Regions from separate parts of the Ovis aries genome. Here region 2 is linked to region 1. A link is a contact called in public Hi-C data. All regions are on one chromosome and are shown on one strand. Each heading gives the region's core, a stretch centred on a gene start, on an enhancer-like site or on the middle of the called end of the contact. The rest is flanking DNA. Distances are from core to core; before and after follow the strand shown.

The links. A called contact is a pair of places that touch in the nucleus more often than the background predicts.
Region 2: a Hi-C map of tail adipose tissue shows a contact between it and region 1, with 3 times the contacts expected there. The contact joins the promoter of IRS1 here to the enhancer-like site in region 1. A contact is called at or near these places in 2 of 16 Hi-C or Micro-C datasets (skin fibroblasts and tail adipose tissue).

Annotation. Positions count from the first base shown.
Region 1 is chr2:228,908,534-228,915,267 of ARS-UI_Ramb_v3.0, reverse strand. No RefSeq gene overlaps it. Among named protein-coding and RNA genes, the nearest start is that of IRS1, 170 kb to the left of the region's middle. Within about 2 kb of position 4,122, at least 16 of the 54 cell types and tissues checked have an H3K27ac peak or open chromatin away from gene starts, as enhancers often do. A contact at or near this core is called in tail adipose tissue, where this site is marked.
Region 2 is chr2:229,074,503-229,081,236 of ARS-UI_Ramb_v3.0, reverse strand. IRS1 (insulin receptor substrate 1) reads left to right here and starts at 3,451. Exons shown (of 2, transcript XM_015093559.4): 1 at 3,451-6,734. The coding sequence starts at 3,906.

The sequences.
Region 1 (6,734 bases), core at 2,873-5,372:
AGTTATCAACCTTTATAATTGTGAACTAAATAAATGACCATTGTTTTAATATTAAGTTCTGGGATGGTTTATAATACAGTAAAAACTAATGGGGACAGCTATTGATTTTTATCTTGAGTACAATTACTGATGGGCTTCCCTAGTAGCTCAGCTGGTAAAGAATCTGCCAGCAAAGCAGGAGACCCTGGTTAGATTCATGTGTTGGGAAGTTTCCCTAGAGAAGGGGTAGGCTACCCACTCCAATATTCTTGGGCTTCCCTGGTGGCTCAGATGGTAAAGAATCTGCCTGCAATGCAGGAGACCTGGGTTCAATCCCTGGGCTGGGAAGATCCCCTGGAGGAGAGTACGGCAACCCACTCCAGTATTCTTGCCTGGAGAATGCCATGGACAGAGGAGCCTAGAAGGCTAAGTCCATGGGGTTGCAAAGAATCGGACATGACTGAGGGACTAAGCACACAGCACAGGTACAATTACTGATAAGGACGCTCTGAGCATTTTGTAACTTCCTGTTTTGGAACAAAGAATTAATAGGATGCTTCTGCTGGTGAAGTTAATAGGTTTATTCTGTCTAGCATTTTTCTGATATAGCATAGCTCCTATACTCTCAAAACTGACATATAGATATGGAATAGAGTTTAGAAGTTTGATAGAATCTCCACATTTTAGCACAGAATTCTGAATGACATAAGACACTAGGCTTTGAATATTTGTTTAAGCAGATCTTCCATGGACCCCTTAAGGGTTTAAGAAGGCATGGGTTCTGGCTCCCTTCTTATTCTTATTCAAGTAAACGCAGGTTTTAACAGCCCAAGTGGCCTAAGCAGGTGACAACTACACTCATTTCCTATTGCATTCATATCTCCTGCCCAATTTCCTTGACTTCAATGGGGTCACAGATTTGAAGAATTACAGAGCTATTTAGTGGTAGTGAAAGAACAATTTCAGAGGAGATTCATAGATTTTGATGACTATGAATCATACCTTAAGAATTTGTGGCTACCTTTGAAGTGCAAACCACAGGATGTATCTGATTTACTCAGAGTCTGTGCTATTCCTGTGGTTCAGTTTCCAAAAGACCTGACTGAGCTGAAAATGAATTGCACCCACCAAGAAGACCGTTGGTAAAAATGTTGGGTATGTTAACCAGAATTGCACTGAATTTTCTGGCCCCTCGGCCAACATCTTGCTCAAGTTTGGAGTTTATTGGCTTTGCAGAAATGTTTTCTTTCAGGAAACTCTTGAGATCAGAGCTGAGTCTCTCTTGCGGATGTAGATTGTGATGAGATCGGCTCCAGAGGAGTGTACTCCTAACGTTCTTCAGAAGAGCTCAGTTTAACATGCTTTCTTACTGACTGGTCAAGGCATACGTAGGACTGCCACCTGACCAACAAGACGGATTTTTGACTGTGTTTGATAGAACAACACTTTTTTTTTTTTTTTAAGATTCCTTCATATTGAGTAAAGAGAAATTGTACCCCTGATGGTCCTCTCATCATGAACCTAATCTGGTTAGTGGGCAAATCTGGCAGATATTTTAGTGTGACACCAATGAATATTTTCATTTGCTTTACTTGGTGTATTTAGTTGAAGCTTCTGGTGGACCAAGTATGTAAATTTCTAGGAACTAGGTCGCAGTCGAAAGGATTACCAAATTTGCCAGAGAAATCTAGTGGCTTTGGCACCCTGGAATGTGTATATTTTAAACATATTTTCTATTAAGATTGAAAAATGATATGACTTTTTAACTAACAAATTCATCAGAAACTTCTTCCTTTTGAAGTTCTAATTTTATTTTCGCAGAAGAGGGAGGCTATACTTTCCTAAAGGGTGACATGCTTTCAACTCAACCAAGCCCAGTCTATTAGATTTCTAATGGAAAAAAAAAAATTAATCCAATGACAATTTGATTAGATGATGATAATGATGATTAGTACTAGTTACATTTATTGAGCACTGGGCAAGACACTAAGTGATCCATATTAATCATCTTATTTAATCCTCACAACAACCTGGTAAGGTAGGCACTATATTACCCCCATTTTCAGATGATGAAATCAAGGGAGAGAGAAAGCAAATGCCCAGGTGGCATAGCCAGTAAATGGAAAAAGATGGGGCCCAAATATGGTTTTGTTAGACATGAAACTCAAGCATTTCAAAATATTATATAGGATTAAAATACCAAAGAATTTCTGTTTTTCATCTTTTTATCAAAATGTGCTTAAGCAGCTAGTGGCAGCTCTTTTTTGCATTATCAAAGTAGATGCTTATAACAGCAGGGGAAGAAAAACAATTTTCTCTACACTTCTGAGTACTTAGTGGGATCTTTGTAATAAAATACAGATTAACACAAGAAAAACAAGTAAATTTATTAACGTGTAGACCTCATATATACAGGGGAGGTGCCCAGGAAAAAAATGAGTAACTCAAACAGGGGACTTGGAATTCAGGCTTCAATACCATCTTGATGACTTTTCAGGAAAGTTGAATGGGCCCCTAGGAGAATATATGGGAGATTTTATTGTTGGTGACAAAGTTTGTCTGGGTGTGGTGTCTACTTCTAGATAGTCAATCCCTCCTGTGATAAGTCAATCTTCCCTGATTGATGAAACTCTTGGAGAAGGAATTTATAACAACTGAGTTCATTTTGGAGGATCTATCTGTAGTCAGATAAGGGAAGTTCAGAGAAAGTCCCCCTGACCCCGCACTTGTTGTTTCCAGATGCCCACAAAATAATCAACACACTAAAGTGGCGTATTTTGGGGTGACAGGTCCTATGAGCCTTTAAAACTTAATATTATTTGGTTTAAGTTTTCGTTGAGGAACACCCAGTGTTAACTCCTAGAAATAGAGTATGAGAAATGGTGTCAAGCTTACCATCTCTATTGGATTACATTCTGAAGGACCTTTAGGCTTTTCATTCCATTCCTAAAGAAATATTTTGGCCATAATTCTGTTGCAAGATAGGAAATTCCTTCCAGAGCCCAAGAGTAGGATCTTGCCTAATGCTTGGAAATGAACTGTCTAAGGAAACAGACGTGATGACAAAGCAAGAGACTTTATTGGGAAGGGGTGCCTGGGTGGAGAGCAGCACGGTAAGGGAAACCAAGAAGCCTGTTCCTGCACGTGGTTCATAGTCTCAGGTTTTATGGTGATGGGGTTAGTTTCAGGGTTGTCTCTGGCCAATCATTCTGACTCAAGGTCCTTCCTGTGGCACACACATTACTCAGCCAAGATGGATTCCAAGGAGAAGGATTCCGGGAGGTTGGTAGGACATATGGGTTGGCATCTCCTTTCTCCTTTTGACCTTTCCTAAATTCTTACATTTGGTGGTAACTTGTTAGTTCCATGTTTCTTACTAAGACGTCCTGATGTAAGTTAACTCATGTGAGTGGTTACCATGGTGCCTGGCCAGGGCAGGTGGTTTCAGTCACTGGTTCTCCTAACAAGTCTAGAGATAGGGGAAAGAGAGATGAACGAAAAGGGTGGAGAAGAGAAAGACTGAGAGAGACAGAGGGAGGGAGCATGAAAGAGGGAACTGCCTTTACCACTACCAACCAACAACTGGCCTTCTCACATCTCTCCAGACTTCTTTTCATGCATCCGAGACATGTCAGTGCAACTCTAAATATTTCTGTTGTATTGCTTGGAAAATTAAAGGTCGTCCAACATTGCAAGGTGTGGTCTTATTTTACTTAATTCTATATACAACTGGTTTTGTTTGAGCTCTGTCAGCTATTTGCCTTTCATGGGCAGCTACAGTTGGTTGGCACGCAACTAGCCAAGTATGTGTTAGTCAACACATGAGATACAGTTTGTTTAGCCATGTAATAAAAAAGCCCATGAAGTTTAGGCATGTTGAATCTTCTTCTAAGACATCCAGTAGGGTTCTGTAAGGAAACCTTTGGCTATAGGGAAACGTAGGGCCAATGCCTTTCCCAACCAAAATGTGTTGGTGACATTACCCTGTATAAACAAACATCTGCTTTGTTTTGCGAGGAAATCCTTGGTGCTTGGAGAGGTTAGAGAAATGGATTCAGAAGACATTCATCCCATGGGATGTCTGCAGCAGTGCAGCTGGCCACAGAGAGAGCCTTGGACAAAGGAGAAGGAAGCCAGGATGACTCACTCCACGTTGGCTGGGTGGTTCACACGCCTGCCTGCCCAACGGAACAGGAAGGCCCTTATTGTGCTCAATTGTTTTCCTGAATGCCTTTCTCAACAACAGCGAAAGGAAACATTACTGTTTGGCTTCAAGCCATCCAGGCCACTCGATACTTACAGTGCTTAGAATGTAAAAGCTGGGCTTGGCCTAAACCTGCAGAGACACACGGCTGCCGTTGTTTCTGTCTGTGTTTCAGATTAAACGGCTGCCTTTTGCAGTAAACAATCCCGGGTGATTTAAGACAACGGGAACTCCCTTTACCAGCAAAACCCCCAACCCAGGTCTGACCGTTTGCTTTACAGGCCTGTTTCATGTCCAGCAACCCCATGGGGGTGCCTGATCACCACCACACATTGACTCTCTGGAATAAAAGACAGCTATGCCCTTTTGGCAGAGGATTGCTCCAGAGGGACTGGGCAGGTGGGGAAAGAGTGGCCTGGGGAAGAAAGAGGAAGAGGAAACCAGCAGGTTCCTTAATATAGAAGATGCCTGGAGAGCTTGGGCCTCCAGGTGGAATTACAGGCACAGTGAGCCCCCAGGGGGCCTTCCCGGGTGGAGCTAGTGGTAAAGACCATGCCTCCCAAAGCAGGAGAAGTAAGAGATATGGGTTCAATTGCTGAGTTGGGATGATCCCCTGGAGGAGGGCGTGGCAACCCACTCCAAGTATTCTTGCCTGGAGAACTCTATGGACAGAGAAGCCTGGCGGGCTACAGTCTATAAGGTGGCAGAGTCAGACACAACTGAAGCCACCTAGCGCACACGCATGCCCGCAAGGCCAAAAGTTCACAACTCTTTTCCTCAGAACCCCGAGAAGACCTCACAAGCCTGCCTGTCATGGTCCGGGGTCTCCAGTGTCAAGGTGTCCCTCTTGGGGATAAGCCTGGTAATTCTTCCCCTTCAGACACTCTGCCTGGGCCCTGGCCTGTTCCTCTGCTGCCCACCCCTGAGAAGACTGCTCCGGGGGCACAGAGGCTGGACTCGTGCTTCAGTTTGTGACAGAAAATGGGGCCTGGGACTGAGGTGGAGAGAAAGCTTCTCTCCTTGACTCAGGATGGCTCTGGCCACTGAGTGTCAGTGTGTCAGCATCCTCCAGGCCTCGACTTCCTGAACTGGCCTCAGCGCTCTCTCCTCAGAGGCTCAAGCTGGCGGCCGGAGAGGGGGCTCAGGAGGGTGGGCTGATGGCGGCAGGAGGCAGATTCCACATGGTACCTCTTGGCTTCCTCACTCCCTGGCTCCCGCCTTCTCTCAGATTCCCTTGCACCTGCTCCATCCTCAGCTTCAGACAAGCTCTCAGGCAGATCACCTCCCACAAAGTGACACAGGCGAAGGGTTTCCTGGCCCATTTGTTCCGACACAACTGAGAGCTGGAATCCATTAGGGCTCATCCAGAAAATCCTCCCTCTTGAGTTTATGCCACAGCCTCCAGGGGTTTTGTCAGTTCAGAGCCATACATACCCAGAAACACAGGTTGCCAAAGACTTTCCCACGCTCCAGATAGTTTGGGCAGCTAGATTAAGGAAGAACAACCAGGTTCTTTGCTGTAGGACTTCTCAGAGACAGAACTGTGTATTTGGGTAGCTTTACAAAGAGGCTCAGATATGTGGGGTTAACTTGTCCTTTGGCCCATGCGTGCCAAGTTACTTCAGTTGTGTCCGACTCTTTGTGACCTTGTGGACCACAGCGCACCAGGCTCCTCTGTCCAGGGGATTCTCCAGGCAAGAATACTGGAGTGGGTTGCCGTGCCCTTCTCCAGGGGCTCTTCCCAACCCAGGGATCCAACCCGCATCTCTCCTGCACTGGCAGGCGGGTTCTTTACGACTAGCGCCACATGGGAAGCTCCAACTTGTGCTTTCGTCTGGTTAAGTACTAATCTCTAGTTCCAAAGTGGGAACAATAAACCTGTGATTTTCAAACAGTTGAGAGGGCCTTTCTCAGAGAATTCGGACTCAGCAGCCAGGAATAATGCTACAGGCAGCTTTATGGATGCTTCTGACTCCCCTGAATCCCCTGAGCGGAGGGGAGTGTCTGAGCTCGATAGAGGGGAAGGGTTACAGCTTTCAGAGCCCTGAGCAGGGTGAGCTGGTTGCGGCTGGCCAGAAGAAGCAATAGTGTCTGGACTGAATGCCCTTCACTGGGAGTGAGGTGGGGACAGCAATTATGACCTCACGTTCCAGGCAGGGTGGGGTTGGGGGACAGCCATGAGACCTCAGGCTGCCCCTGAGAAAGAGCCAGAAGACTTATCCTTTTGGGAGAGCTAACTGGTAGCCTCAGGGCTCCTAGTGGAAACAAGCGGACTTGCCCAAGCTAGGGTGCGTAGGCTCACACGGTCCACGCTTCTCTAAGGGACATCAAAAAATTAGCAAACCAAATCCCAGCAACAAAAGCCAAATCACACCCTTAAATTCAAACATCACGTTTGTACACGCGTACTGTTTCTAATACATAAACACATACTGTCAGGATGTTATAACCGGACGGAACCATCAAGCTCACTCATTGGGGCCTGAGTGAAAATCTCATTATGGAGCAATATTTACCTAGAAGCGTAAACCCTGGGGACCAAGGGTGAAGG
Region 2 (6,734 bases), core at 2,202-4,701, 170 kb before region 1:
GGATGCTGTTTTGGTTTCTGAGAATTTTCAGTTGGGAGTCAATTTTTCATACACTATATTTCATACAGTACACCAAAAGACTAACTTAGCATAGGCTGGCAGGATAATACTTATACCTGCTCAAAATTACTTCAGTTAGTTTCCACAAAAGCATCCTTTCTATTCTGTATCTAATTCATATATACATTTCCAGAGTTAGCTCAACCCACTAATAAAAGAAAAAAGTAAAGAAATATGAATTACTATAGTATAATTTTAATTAACTATTAAACACCTTTAACATTGGTAGTAAAACATCAGCAAGTAGGAAGAAAGAACAAGAACATCTTACCATCAGTGATTATCTATGATGGGAAATACATTGATTTGGAAAAAAAAAAGTCAACAATCTGACTTATTTCATGATTTTAATGAATATATTAGCCACTGAAGTTGTGCTTTTAGAGATCCTTTCCCACAGAGTTTTTTTTAAAGCTTTTATGATTAAAAAAAATAACATTTTTATATGATCAAAATTCTAACCTGTGAAGATTTTTCTAAAATATTTGCAAATTAAGTTGATCTTTCAGATCCCTCTTTCTCCTAGAAAAGAGTATTTTGTTTCCCATAGAGGTATACTACCTTCATTTACCTTTATTTTTGAAGGGCGGCATCATTTCTAAAGTAAATGGGTTTGGATTATTTTTCCTACAAAATGTGAAATATTCTCCACCCCCACCCTGCGCTAAACATCAAACCTGTAAAAAGCCATTTGGTCTTAGATTACATTGTTACTAGTAAACACTTTTACCTTTTTCCCCCTCTCTCTCCAAGGGTAAAACCCCACAATTACTTTACTACTAACTTCAGACTTCCCTATTCGCATTCCCTTCTACTCTCCGTAAAACACGCTATTCCCTCAGAATCCCGGTCACTGTCATTGCCGCCTAGTTACCGGATTACATCTGCTATTTATAGCTTTGCTGTTGTGGGCACGTGTGCCCACATCACCAGGCTGTCAGAGGGAGAGAAGGGTGGGCTTTCAATTCAACAGCGTGTACACAAATTACAGATGAACAAGGCTCAGATGAGGCTGCATGATGGCAGGGAATAAGAAGGTGAGGGAAGAAATGAAAAGCTCCCAGGCTTTGGTGGGGTGTAGCTCCTCTACAGTTACCGGCTACCCCAGTTCACGTATCACACGCTGCTGAATGGCGCCTTTGGTTCTTTTTCTTTCTTTCTTTTTTTCTACTACGCTTTGCAACCTACCTTGGTACCCTCACCCTCTCTCCCCACCTCCCCTCCTGCAGTGCAAGGTTTGAAAGACAGGCAGCCCCACCAATCAGCAGGCTATCCTAAGAAACTCTCCCCGCCCCTCAGCCCGGTATTAGGCCCAGGCTGGCTTCTCCGCAGCCCAGCGGGTCCTGCCCAGCGCATGCCCAGCGCCTTCACTGCCGCGAGCATCGGGCAATGCTCGAGAGCTGGCGACTAGGCAGGGTCTCCTGCGCGGTGGGGGTGGTGGAGACCCCCAAACGGGCCAGGACTGGGGTGGTAAAATAAGATAACGTGAAACAGATGAGTCATTTTTTAAAGGGTCCTTAATGATTTGTAGATCACCTTAACAAACAAAAAACTTTGGGGAGCGTTTGCTTGTGGTGATTGATACCGCAAGCTAATAGCCTAAGAGTCTCCGCAAGTAGACCCAAGCTGCTGACCTCTGCTACCCACGAAACACCCATTTTCCTGTACAGTTCAGCTGGCACCGTCCTTGTTTTCTCCCGATTATCCTTGTAGTCAAGGGTAAAAATTTTATGGGGTGGTTCGATGGGTGTGGAAGCTGTGTGTGAAACAGACACTTCGGCCAATGTTTACCCAGTAGGGTTTTGGCCTTACGAACCCTCTGTAGGTCCCTAAATTTTTTTTTTTTTAATCACAAATAGGTTTCGGAATGTGATAAGGGGCGTCTCATTTTCTCCCCAAGCCTTCACCCCCAAGGTGTGACTCCCCGACCGCTCGCTAGGATGAGGAGGGAGTGGGATGGGGTGGGGAGAAGCTGTGATATTTACATTCTCTCCCTAATAGATCAGCAGCTAACCCCACCACTCCGGACACACGACACCTCCCCCGAACTCTTCTTGTTTGGGAGTGACCATAACCTCCTCCTTCCCTCCCCCAGTCGCTGCCCTTGGGCGTCCCTCTATTCTTTCGTGGTACTTCACTGCAGCAAATTCGGGGATTCCAAGGTGAAAGGCTGGCCCGGAAGTCCTTTAGTAAAACCTCACGAAAATACAGATAGCACCACGGCCTATCGCACTGAAACTGAAATCCAGCTTTTAGATTTCTAGGGAGGGAAGAAAAAAAAAGCCTTGACTAGAAACACTCTCTCCTGAGGGGCTGCTCTTACCTGTTAGGTAAGATCCAGCCCAGCTCTCGAGTCCCCTCCTCCCCGGGCCCTCCCACGCAGAGCCCAGTAGCCGCAGTGCCCCCCCGTCGCCCCCCACCCTCACTCCTGCGTCTTCCCGGGTTCGCCCCCCTCCCCCGTTTTCCCAGACTCCCCTCGTGCTTTCGGGGAGACACCCAAACACCCCCGCCCGCTCCCGCGGCGGGGATTCCTGCGGGCCGGGGGGCGCCCTGGGTGGCGCGCGAAGAGGCCGGCTCTGAGCCCAGGCGGCCGGCCGCGTAGGGGCGCTGCCCGAGCGCGGTGCCGAGGCCGGGCGCGGGCGCCTCTGCGGCACGGCCGGGGGGCGGAGAGGGGCGGGCGCGGGGCGGGCTCGGCCGGGAATGTAGAGACCCGGGCGGGAGCCTCCCGGCGGCGGCGGCGGCGGCCGGGCTGCGGAGCGCGGAGGCTCCGTCACGTGTTTTTTTCTCCTCCCGAGTGAGACGGCGGCGCGGTCGGCGCGCAGAGCCAGACGCCGCCGCTTGTTTTGGTTGGGGCTCTCGGCAACTCTTGGAGGAGGAGGAGGAGGGAGGAGGGGATAAGTAGCGGCAGCGCCTCCGGGGGAAGAGGCGTCTTCCCCCGACTCCTTCCCCAGCCTCCCCCTCGCACCCCCGACCCCCCCCTCTCCGCCTTCGCCTCCCGCCCTCGTCCCCTCCCCTCTTCCCCGGCCGACTGGAGCGAGGGGCAGGGATGAGCCTGTCCCTTCGGCGCGCCCCCAGCTCCCCAGGCTGCCTAGTCGCGTTTCGCGTGGAAAAGCCACTTTCTCCGCCCGCCGACATGGGCCCGATCGGGGGCTGCAGAGGACGCGTCCGCGGGCTGCGGCAGCAACAGCAACAGCCGCAGCGCCGCGGTCTCCGCGATTGAGCTGGTATTTGGGCGGCTGGTGGCGGCGGGGACGGTCGGGGGGTGGGAGGAGGCGGAGGAGGAGGCGAAGGAGGAGGAGGAGGAGGGAGAACCCCGTGCAACGTTGGGACTTGGCAGCTCGCCTCCCCCTGCCCAAGGATATTTAATTTGCCTCGGGAATCGCTACTTCCAGAGAGGAACTCCGGAGGGAAGGCGCGCGCGCGCGCCTGGAGGGGCCAGGCGAGGACCCACACACACACACACACCCCGCCCGCCCGCCCGGGCCGCCGCCTGCCAGCGCCGGACTCTGGCCCCGGCGGCGAGAGATGCATCTTAGCTTCTTCCCGACCGCGGCGGCTGAGAAGAGACTTGGCTCTCGGGGGATCCGGGCTGCACTCGCGCCGGACGCGTTGCCTCTCCCCCAGGGCATAAAACGCCAGTAAACTCGGGTCGGGGCTATCTCCTTGGCGCAGCTGCTGCGTCCTCCCTCGACCGCCCCTCCCCGGCGCAGAGGGCGGCGTGGATTTCGGAGTCGGGGTTTCTGCCTCCTCTAGCCCTGTTTGCATGTGCGGGGCCGCGGCTAGGAGCCTCCGCCCCCCACCCGGTTGTTTTTCAGCGCCTCCCTCTGCTCGGCGGCGGCGGCAGCATGGCGAGCCCTCCGGAGACGGACGGCTTCTCGGACGTGCGCAAGGTGGGCTACCTGCGCAAACCCAAGAGCATGCACAAGCGATTCTTCGTGCTGCGGGCGGCCAGCGAGGCTGGGGGTCCGGCGCGCCTCGAGTACTACGAGAACGAAAAGAAGTGGCGGCACAAGTCGAGCGCCCCCAAACGCTCGATCCCCCTGGAGAGCTGCTTCAACATCAACAAGCGGGCGGACTCCAAGAACAAGCACCTGGTGGCCCTCTACACCCGGGACGAGCACTTTGCCATCGCGGCAGACAGCGAGGCCGAGCAGGACAGCTGGTACCAGGCCCTCCTGCAGCTGCACAACCGTGCCAAGGGCCACCACGACGGGGCCGCGGCGCCTGGGGCGGGAGGCGGCGGGGGCAGCTGCAGTGGCAGCTCCGGCCTCGGGGAGGCCGGGGAGGACTTGAGCTACGGGGACGTGCCCCCAGGACCCGCCTTCAAGGAGGTCTGGCAGGTGATCCTGAAACCCAAGGGCCTGGGTCAGACAAAGAACCTGATTGGCATCTACCGCCTCTGCCTGACCAGCAAGACCATCAGCTTCGTGAAGCTGAACTCGGAGGCGGCGGCCGTGGTGCTGCAGCTGATGAACATCAGGCGCTGTGGCCACTCAGAGAACTTCTTCTTCATCGAAGTGGGCCGTTCCGCAGTGACGGGCCCGGGGGAGTTCTGGATGCAGGTGGACGACTCCGTGGTGGCCCAGAACATGCATGAGACAATCCTGGAGGCCATGCGGGCCATGAGCGATGAGTTCCGCCCTAGAAGCAAGAGCCAGTCCTCCTCCAACTGCTCCAACCCCATTAGTGTGCCCCTGAGGAGGCACCACCTCAACAACCCTCCACCCAGCCAGGTGGGGCTGACCCGCCGCTCGCGCACCGAGAGCATCACGGCCACCTCCCCAGCCAGCTTGGTGGGCGGGAAGCAGGGCTCCTTCCGCGTGCGTGCCTCCAGTGATGGCGAAGGCACCATGTCTCGCCCTGCCTCAGTGGACGGCAGTCCTGTGAGTCCTAGCACCAACAGGACCCACGCCCACCGCCATCGAGGCAGCTCCCGGCTGCACCCGCCTCTCAATCACAGCCGCTCCATCCCCATGCCTTCTTCTCGCTGCTCGCCTTCCGCCACCAGCCCCGTCAGTCTGTCGTCCAGCAGCACGAGTGGCCACGGCTCCACCTCAGACTGCCTTTTCCCGCGGCGGTCTAGTGCTTCTGTGTCTGGTTCCCCCAGTGATGGCGGCTTCATCTCCTCCGATGAGTATGGCTCCAGTCCCTGCGATTTCCGAAGCTCCTTCCGCAGCGTCACCCCAGATTCCCTGGGCCACACCCCGCCCGCCCGGGGTGAGGAAGAGCTGAGCAACTACATCTGCATGGGAGGCAAGGGGGCCTCCACCCTCACTGCCCCCAGTGGTCACTACATTCTGCCCCGGGGGGGCAATGGTCACCGCTACGTGCCAGCCGCAGGCTTGGGCACGAGCCCAGCCCTGCCAGGAGAAGAAGCAGCCGGTGCGGCAGATCTGGATAATCGGTTCCGAAAGCGGACTCATTCTGCGGGCACCTCGCCTACCATTTCCCACCAGAAAACGCCATCTCAGTCCTCTGTGGCTTCCATTGAGGAATATACTGAAATGATGCCCGCCTACCCACCAGGAGGTGGCAGTGGAGGCCGAGTACCCAGCTACCGGCACTCTGCCTTCGTGCCCACCCACTCCTACCCAGAGGAGGGTCTGGAAATGCACCCCTTGGAGCGGCGTGTGGGCCACCACCGCCCAGACACCTCCAGCCTTCACACCGATGATGGCTACATGCCCATGTCCCCAGGGGTGGCCCCAGTGCCCGGCAGCCGGAAAGGCAGTGGGGACTACATGCCCATGAGCCCTAAGAGCGTGTCTGCCCCGCAGCAGATCATCAACCCCATTAGACGTCATCCCCAGAGAGTGGACCCCAACGGCTACATGATGATGTCCCCAAGCGGCAGCTGCTCTCCTGACATTGGAGGGGGGCCCAGCAGCGGCGGCAGCAGCAGCGGCGCCGCCCCTTCTGGGAGCAGCTATGGCAAGCTCTGGACAAACGGGGTAGGGGGCCACCACTCTCACGCTCTGCCACACCCCAAACTTCCGGTGGAGAGCGGTAGTGGCAAACTCCTGTCTTGTACAGGTGACTACATGAACATGTCGCCCGTTGGGGACTCCAACACCAGCAGCCCCTCCGACTGCTATTATGGCCCCGAAGACCCCCAGCACAAGCCCGTCCTCTCCTACTACTCATTGCCAAGGTCCTTCAAGCATACCCAGCGCCCTGGGGAGCTGGAGGAGCCCCGGCACCACCAGCACCTCCGCCTTTCCTCAAGTTCCGGTCGACTCCTCTACGCTGCGGCCGCAGAAGATTCCTCTTCGTCCACCAGCAGCGACAGCCTGGGCGGGGGATACTGTGGGGCTCGGCCAGAGCCTGGCCTCCCACATCTCCATCATCAGGTCCTTCAGGCCCATCTGCCTCGAAAGGTGGACACAGCTGCCCAGACCAACAACCGCCTGGCTCGGCCCACGAGGCTGTCTCTGGGGGATCCCAAGGCCAGCACTTTACCTCGGGCCCGAGAGCAGCAGCCGCCGCCCCCGTTGCTGCTCCCTCCGGAGCCTAAGAGCCCAGGGGAGTATGTGAATATTGAATTTGGGAGCGATCAGCCAGGCTACTTATCAGGCCCGGTGGCGTCCCACAGCTCGCCTTCCATCAGGTGTCCGTCCCAGCTCCAGCCAGCTCCCAGAGAGGAGGAGACGGGCGCAGAAGAGTATATGAACATG